2 separate regions of the Mus musculus genome follow, and region 1 is linked to region 2. Evidence: chromatin contacts called from public Hi-C data. All regions are on one chromosome and are shown on one strand. The core of a region is the stretch at or near the end of the contact, and the rest is flanking DNA. Distances in the headings are between cores, read along the strand shown. Region 1 holds the start of Dbp (D site albumin promoter binding protein). Region 2 holds the start of Josd2 (Josephin domain containing 2).

Region 1 (3,765 bases), core at 486-2,985, 1.2 Mb before region 2:
CGCGCGGGGGCGTGCCCGGGCGAGGAGCGGGGGGAAGAGGAGCTGCAAGAGCCGGGCCCGGGGGAGGGCGCGGGAGTGCGCGCTGGAGAGGGTGCCGGCGACAGGCCCCCGGGGGGCGGCGGGCTCGGCGGTAGCCCGTGCTCCAGCAAGAAGGCGTCCAGGTCCACGTATTCCACGTCCCCGAAAGGCAAAGTGCGTTCCCACAGCAGCGGCGCAAAAAGACTCGGGCCAGCCACAGGCCCTGAGCGCCCCCGAGGGGACCCACCGCCACTAACGGCCCCACTCGGGGCATCGGCTGGGCCCGCCGTTTCCAGGCCGGGTCCCGGGACGGGGGCTGAGGGCAGAGTTGCCTTGCGCTCCTTTTCCTTCAGGAGACCTGTAGGCCAGGGAGAGACCGGATGGGGTGGAGGGACACAGGAGGGACCCCAAGTTAGAGATATGGCGGAGATACAGAGAAGTGAGGAGACGGGAGCCGTAGGGCAAAGACCCAGGGAGGTGGGTACAGGCAGGGAGAGAACCCAGAAAAAGAAGAGAGGGATAAAGACGGGGCTTGGGGAGACCCAGAGAGAAAAGAGAACAAGGCCCCAGCAATAGAGGGTCAGGGAGACGGGGACCCGGAGAGGGGGAAAAGGCAAAAGTATACAGAAGGATAGGGTTAGGGGCCCGGGAGGGGATTAAGAAACACAAGCACAAGCGACCCAGAGAACGAGGATGGAAGTTTAGAAAGAAGGGTTTAGTGACAGGGTGGGTGAAAGGTTGGGCAGGTGAGAAAGAAAAAGTGACAGCTCAGTAATTCTCCCACCCCCAGCACCCTCATCCCCTCCCCCACAGTCTGTTGGGGCTGGAAGGGGCTCCACTGCTCAGGCACATTCCTCATCCCTAGTTTCCATGTGACCCTGCGAGGCCCCGCCCAAGCCCGTGTCTGCACCGTGTGAGCATCCGACACACCCCCTCCCTTCCCCTAGGACTCCAGGGGTCCAGACTCTGAGGCCAAAGGAAAGAAAGAGGGGTCTGGCACCTAAACTCTGTCCTCAAGTAGGAACACTCCAGGGACTTGACCCTTAGGCCCTCCAGGCGTCAGATTTGGTCCTGGAGGCTGATGGACTGGAAGACCTAAGTGACCTAATGAAGACTAGCAAAGATGGGACACCTAGCTGATAGGTGCCGTGGACCACCACCCCAACAGTTGAGTCCCTAACACAGTGGGACTAGAACTCACAGCTGGCCGGTTCTTTGGGCTTGCTGTTTCCCTGCAGAAGGCTCCTCAGCCCAAGCAGCGCTCCCCCGCCAGGGGGGGCCCCAGCCGGGCCACCCAGCAGCAGGGGGCCCGGGGTCCTGTCGCTCAGAGGCCGCGCCATTGCCGTGGACCTGCTCCCAGGTTCATGAGCTCATGGAGAGTCGAAGAGATGAGATGATATGTCAGTCACCCGCACACTCCAGTGGTTCGGGCGAATGTGTCCCAGAGTCGGGAGAGCGCGGCGTGCAAGCCTCCAGGATCAGGACGCTTCAAATCCTAAGAGCGCTGCGGGGGTTCAACCAGTCAGTTCTGCAGAAAGGTGCAACTCAAAGACTGTCCCGGGAGGCTCCTATAGTCTGGGCGAGTGGGTGACCAAATCAAGCAGCTGTCTCTTTGCAACTGTGGGTCCCCAAGGGACACAGGCGCGCGCTCCTTCTGTACCAAGTGGGCGAGTCTCTGGCTCTAGCCAATTTTGCACTTCTCGCAAAGAAAGGAGCTTTGCAATCTGCACCCAGAGGTGTGCACCCAGGGGCGGAGGAGGGGGCAGGAGGAGGTGGCAGCCTTGAGGCGTGGCCAAAGCAAACTTCTTTCGCGGAAAAAAAAAAATCTAAACCAAAACACCGGACGCCAGAGCGCGCGCCCCTCCTCCGGGCCCCCTCCCTCCACTTGGGCCATGCACCCCAGCCGCGTGCCTTCCTCCGGCTTCTGGCAAGAACCAATCACGTCTCGAGCCCTTGAGACGCTCAGCCAATGAGATGAAGGGATATGCCAAGACCCTGGAGGCGCGTGAGGGGCTGAACTTGTGTAGTTGCCTCGCCTTTTGGAAGAAGGCGGGACACTGACCTATATTTGGCCAATGGGAGGAGGCGCTGGAGGCGGGACCGTGACCCACTTCGGGCCAATGAGGCAGGAAGAAGGGGGAAGCACATGGCTTTGCGCGTGCTATCGGATGCGGGTGTGGGGCAAGAGGGGTACCTCTTAAAGGAGCCGAGTGTTCACAGACTCATTGAGGAAAAAAAGCAGAACATCAATTAGAGCAGATTAAGGCAGAAAGAAGTGGGCTTCGGGAAGGATTTTTTTTTTTTAATATCTAGATGTTCCTCAATCGCGACTGATAAACCACCGAGAAACCGGAAACATTCAGTCCTTTTAATAGCTTTGTTTTGGGGTGAATCCCCTCCCCTGGTGAGGAAACTCAGAACAGGCGGGCGTAATCCTCGTTGGGGAGTCTCAGCGACCGTGAGGACCACCGTCCACTGCAAAGGGAAGCACCGGCTTGAGGGGTGTGGGAGCTGAGCACATAGGACTCTACTAGTCAGGCTGCTAAGGGGGAATGGAATATACCAAGTTGGGGGAATGATCAGCTCCTGGACCAGACCATGTAGGGAGGGAAGAAGGCCACATGGGACGTGCAGAATAGGCTGGTTTGCATAAAGGTACATGGAGAGGATATGGTCTTCTGGGCTGTACCATGTTGAGAAACCAGACAAGAAACTAACCGATTTCCCGGGGCCGAGCCACAGTGGCAGTAAGAAAGACAGAGGGATTGTACCACGCTGATTCTCAGAAAGGGAATAGCAGAAAGACTACAGCTCTAAGTAGGGTCATACCATTTGTAAACAGGTGACCTGGACCGTACCATCTTGGCAAGTAACAGTAGGCAGAGGGCATGGACCAGTATGTAATTGTACCACAAGGAAAACAGGGTGTCAGGCCTTAGACTAAGCTGCAAAGAGGGGTGGGCTGCAGCAGGCTGTTCCATATGGAGAGGTGAGAAAGGACAAGGGATGTATCACACTGAGACAACCACTGGGAATAAGTGCAGACTATCAGGACGTGGAGAAGGAGGGGACACACTAAGCATACCATGCAGGCGGTAGTTGGGGCCTCGGCAGCGCCTCTCGGGATGCCGGGGGTCCCTGTTGCCCCTCAAGGCTCTGTGGGCCAGGGGCTGCAAGGGCCGGCCATTACCACTGAGGCTCTGGAAGATCTGGGAGGGGGGATTCTGGCTCAGGAGTCTCAGGGAGTGCATCTGCCTCAAGAGAAACCACGGGTGAGTGGACCGGGGTGGTGCTCAGGACAGGAGTAGCATGCACACACGGGGGTGGGGGGGGGTGGGGGTGTCAGTCACCTGGAGGGAGGTAATATTGAGAGCCCTGTCGATGAGGATCCAGGTGACAGTCTCAGAGCACGGAGGAGTGCTGAGAGATCCCTGATAGGTGATGAAGCCGAAGGATTCTGGGAACAGGAGCTCCAGGCTCAGGTCTTGAAGAAAGTAGGCATCATCTGCGCAGACATCAAGTCAGCGTAAAAGGGGGTCCCAGATAATGCACAGGGACTTAGTTATGTCTGTTGTCGTATGGAGACTGAATGTAAGGCTTCGGACATGCTAGGCAGGTACCACTGCACCAGGCCCCCAGCCCCTCACCGGGAGATTCTGACCAGGCGCTCGTGACCAAGCTGCATCATCTCCAACCACTCTTCCCTTTCTGTTGTCACCCTGGCTCTTGCTAAGTAGCCCAGGCTGA
Region 2 (3,791 bases), core at 585-3,084:
CTTAGCAGCCACCCATCCCAGATGTCCCTGTGCCCAAGCCTTCCCTCTAGCTCTCCCCAGCTCTGTGGCCCTGCTCCTCTGTAGGCCTGGACCCTTGGCGAGCAGTGTCAAGAGGGAGCCACTCATGTCTGCAGCTCTCCCAGCCTTCTCCCCCTTGTGACATCTGCCTCAGCTCGAGCTGCTCAGCATGTCCCTGGAGAAAGAGCTGGAGAAAGAGAGATGCGTATGTTCTAAGTAAGTCTGAAGTTTACAGATGAGGGCTGCCTGTGGATCTGGGCAAGGACTACAGGCTGGGGTGTCTATGTGCCCATAGAAGCACCCTGCAGCCTAGAGGTGGGAATGGGGAGAGAGATTCAAGAAAGTTTCTTACAAAAGTGATGGTTGAAATTGTGAGGCGCAAACAAAGGGACCAAGAAGGGGAAAAAAATGCCTTGTGTAACATGGGAACAGCCTGTTGGAGGCCTAGGAGTACATCGAAGGATGAAGCTGCAGAAAGGTAGGCAAGGACCCGAGCACACAAGGCCTTGAGTTCAGCCTGAAGGCCCGGGGCTAGTCCCTAGGAGTTCTGGGGAACCAAAGAGGGATAGAAGCAGAGGAGGGGGCAAGCAGCTGTGGGGCTGTGTGTAGGACGACCAGGAGAAGAAAAACAGACAGCTGGGAGGTTGTGACAGAGGCTCAGATAAGAGAGGTTGAGGCCAAAGCTGGGGCTGAGGCTGTGAGAAGCAGCAGGTGGGAGGGCAGGCAACAGCTCCTGGATCGGAGCCTTGGCCCTGCTAGGGTCCCAGGAAGGCTCCCGTGCCTCTCTGAGCCCTGCTCTTCCAGGGCGGGGAACAATGGCAGTCACCTCTTGCAGATTTCGTCGGCAGCCTCCTGGCTAAAGAGCTGCTCTTGAAGGACGTTGTTGAGAGCATGGACAGCACACAGCTCTAGCCGCTGCCGCTCATGATACACTGAGGGTGGACTCGGCCTTGCTTCCGGAGCCTGAGACATGCCCTCCTCAGCTCCTGCTGCGGGGTGGGACAAGGAGGTGTTAGGCACCTAGGATCTTGCTCATTCGGTTCTCTAGATTCCTGGGTCCCTGGGCAATGGACATTGAGATGGGCACTGGGGCTAGCTTAGGAGGCCGTGAGGCCCTGACCCTATTTCCCAGGCTGTCTCCAGAGCACAGAGACACCTTTTGAGCCCAGTCCTGGGAGTGGGGGGAGTAGAGGCTCTCATCTGCTCACCTGGCAATAGAGACCCACCCCCACTACATGTCTCCAAGCAAAAGGGTCCTGATCATCATCACCTAGCAATGGACTACCACCCCTTCTGTCCCTAGGAAACAATACCTTTTTAGTTCCCAAGCAACAGAACAACCCCACCCTCTGGGTATCCTGGTCCGTTTTCTGATCACCTAGCAATGGAGGACTCCTCCTTTCCCGTCTCTGGGTAACAGGGTCTCTTCTGGTCGCCTAGCAACGAAAGACTTCCCCTCCTCAATAACCAGGGTTCTCGCCTCCCTTCACCTGGCAACGAGGCCCTCTACCAGTTACTAAGCAACAGGAGCCCCCACCTTTTCCTGTCACCTGGCAACCAGGCACACTCCCACCCGCCTTTGCTTGTCGCCCGCCTGGCCCTCACCCCGCCGGCCTTTCTGCTCCCCGGGACCGACCGCTTTCGCATTCCCTAGGCAGCGACCGGGTGGTAGCACGCTGACTGAGCAGGCGAAAGGGACTACAGCTCCCGGCGACTTGCGCGCGCCGAACTGCGATTCCCGAAGGCCTCCGTAGGGCGTCTAAATAGGACGCGCAGTCCGGAAGTCCTCCGGGGCTGCTCTGCCGCGTGGGACTACAACTCCCATCGGACAAAGCAGCCAGTTCTCGTTCTCTCCCAGGGCTCACTGCTGCCTAGAGGTTTCTGGGAGTTGTGGTAACGAGTGATCTCGCGATAGCTTTCAGGGGGCTGGTTTGTGTATGAGCTCGCACGCTGCTGCTATGGCGTCATACTCAGTGTGTAGCTGAAGCGTGACGACATAGAGGTGGGGACAAGGAACCAAAGAGGCCAAAGAGAACAGTGGGCTGAACTCTGATGTTTACTGGGACCCATAGTTGTCAATATGACAGTAAGGGTAGTAGGGGAGGAGACTCAGCAGAGGTGGATCCCAGGTCTGGAGGTGAGCTGACAGCAGCCTGTGGGGAGAATGAAAAACTAGGATGACAACACAGACACATGCAGGTGGCCATGGTGGACGTGGGTTTTGGAAAAGGTAATGTGGTACAAGTCAAGGAGGATACTCAGAAAGAGATGTGGCATGTGGATGTAGAGACCTAGAGGGGGACCCAGATGCTGAGAGAAAGCGGGGCGGGGAAAGAGAGGCTCATAGAGCCTGGGAGTGAGAACTAAGAATGAGAAAAGACAGAAAACTGGGGTTGGGACACCCAACATGTGAGCTCTGCCGAGCACAAACGCCAAGGGACCCTTGGAGGGGCCTGCCGCACCCAGTAGGCTGTGCCAGAAGGCTGTAACAGTAGCAGAGCCGGTGACAGCGCCAGGCTGGGCTGGGTTCTCTCTGTGGGTGTGCACGGCAAAGCTGCGACCTGAAGGCCCTGGGGGTCCTAGCAGCTCCACATCCACCACGTGCATGTCGGTGAGGCTGCAGCCGGCAGAGAAGTGCAGTCAGTCCACCCGGAGTGTACACAGCTGTGCCACCTACGCCCTGTGCTTACCTAAGGTCAGCCACAAGCACCCCAATGACACGGTCGAAGCCTAGACTGGGGGCAGCCAGGGCAGCAGCTGCCATGGTGTTAGAGTTTCGGGGGGCCAAGGGACAGAGCCCACGCACAGGGCCCTCATAGAGCACTGTGCGGGGCCCACTACTGTGGGCTGCAGCCAGGGGTCCCTCCAGCCGGAAGCCATCAGGATGTGTGGCCATGGTGACTCGAAGGCTCTGGAAGCAATGGCAGGGTCAGGAGATTGAGACTCTTACATGTTCCGTCTGGCAGCCCAGACAGTCCTCACCTGGAGGCCTCCGGCTGCATCCAGTCTGCTGATGTCTTCACTGCCCCATAGGGCCCCTCGGGCCACAAACACAGTGTGGCCCCAGCGCTTTGAAGCCTCCAGGAGCTGCTGCTCTGTGGTCTGGTCAGCCAGAGCTGAGGGGGATCCCACCTTGGGACACGGATGGTAGAGAGAGGCAAGGCCAAGACCCAGATTACTGCTGGAGGGTGGGATGCAGCCAACACAGAGAGGGACTCACTGAGGGGCAAGGAGGCTCACCAGGAGGTTTGCATGGCGAAGGATTTGTGCCCCAGATTCATGGATTATTTTGGGGTGGGCCACTTCTACCACAAGGTCAGGGTGCCTAGGAAGAGAGACATGGAGGGGGAGGGCCTTGGAGAAGAGTCAGGTCTCCTGTCTCCCAGGTCCTCAGGGTTTGGAGGGATAGCACTGCTTACCCTGGCTGAGGGAGGGGAGTGGGATAGTGGGTGCATTCTAGTTTCTCTTTATATGCACTGAGACTCAGAAAGGGTCAAAGGGTTGTCTGACACAGGGAGGCAGGAAGCAGCTTTGGGGAGGCTCCTTCTGTGGGGCGCTGACCTTTCCTCAAGGGCAGTGAGGTCTTGGAGCTGCAGGGCAGGGGGCACACTCCCTGCCATCCGTCCAGGGTCACGGTTCCACACAAAAACAAGTTCTAGGCCCAGTTCTGATCCCTGAGCCAGAAGGCGGGACACAAGGGACTGTCCTGCAGAGACAGGAGGGCTAGGGATCCAAGGAAAGGAGAGAGACCCTCCCCTCCTAAGTCAGGGAGA

The links. A called contact is a pair of places that touch in the nucleus more often than the background predicts.
Region 1: a contact with region 2 is called in a Hi-C map of B cells, with 5 read pairs. The contact joins the promoter of Dbp here to the promoter of Josd2 in region 2. A contact is called at or near these places in 2 of 39 promoter capture datasets (erythroid cells and liver), 2 of 484 Hi-C or Micro-C datasets (B cells and cardiomyocytes) and 1 of 9 other capture datasets (liver).

What each region holds. Positions count from the first base shown.
Region 1 is chr7:45,703,217-45,706,981 of GRCm38.p6, reverse strand. It overlaps Dbp (D site albumin promoter binding protein), which reads right to left and starts at 1,735. Exons shown (of 4, transcript NM_016974.3): 1 at 1,220-1,735; 2 at 1-376. The coding sequence starts at 1,358. It overlaps Car11 (carbonic anhydrase 11), which reads right to left. Exons shown (of 9, transcript NM_009800.4): 7 at 3,369-3,523; 8 at 3,104-3,269; 9 at 2,311-2,493. The coding sequence ends at 2,468.
Region 2 is chr7:44,466,023-44,469,813 of GRCm38.p6, reverse strand. It overlaps Josd2 (Josephin domain containing 2), which reads right to left and starts at 1,834. Exons shown (of 5, transcript NM_001205071.1): 1 at 1,624-1,834; 2 at 845-1,007. The coding sequence starts at 990. Aspdh (aspartate dehydrogenase domain containing) reads right to left here. Exons shown (of 7, transcript NM_026690.1): 2 at 3,580-3,724; 3 at 3,259-3,343; 4 at 3,001-3,150; 5 at 2,709-2,929; 6 at 2,481-2,635; 7 at 2,063-2,171. The coding sequence ends at 2,128.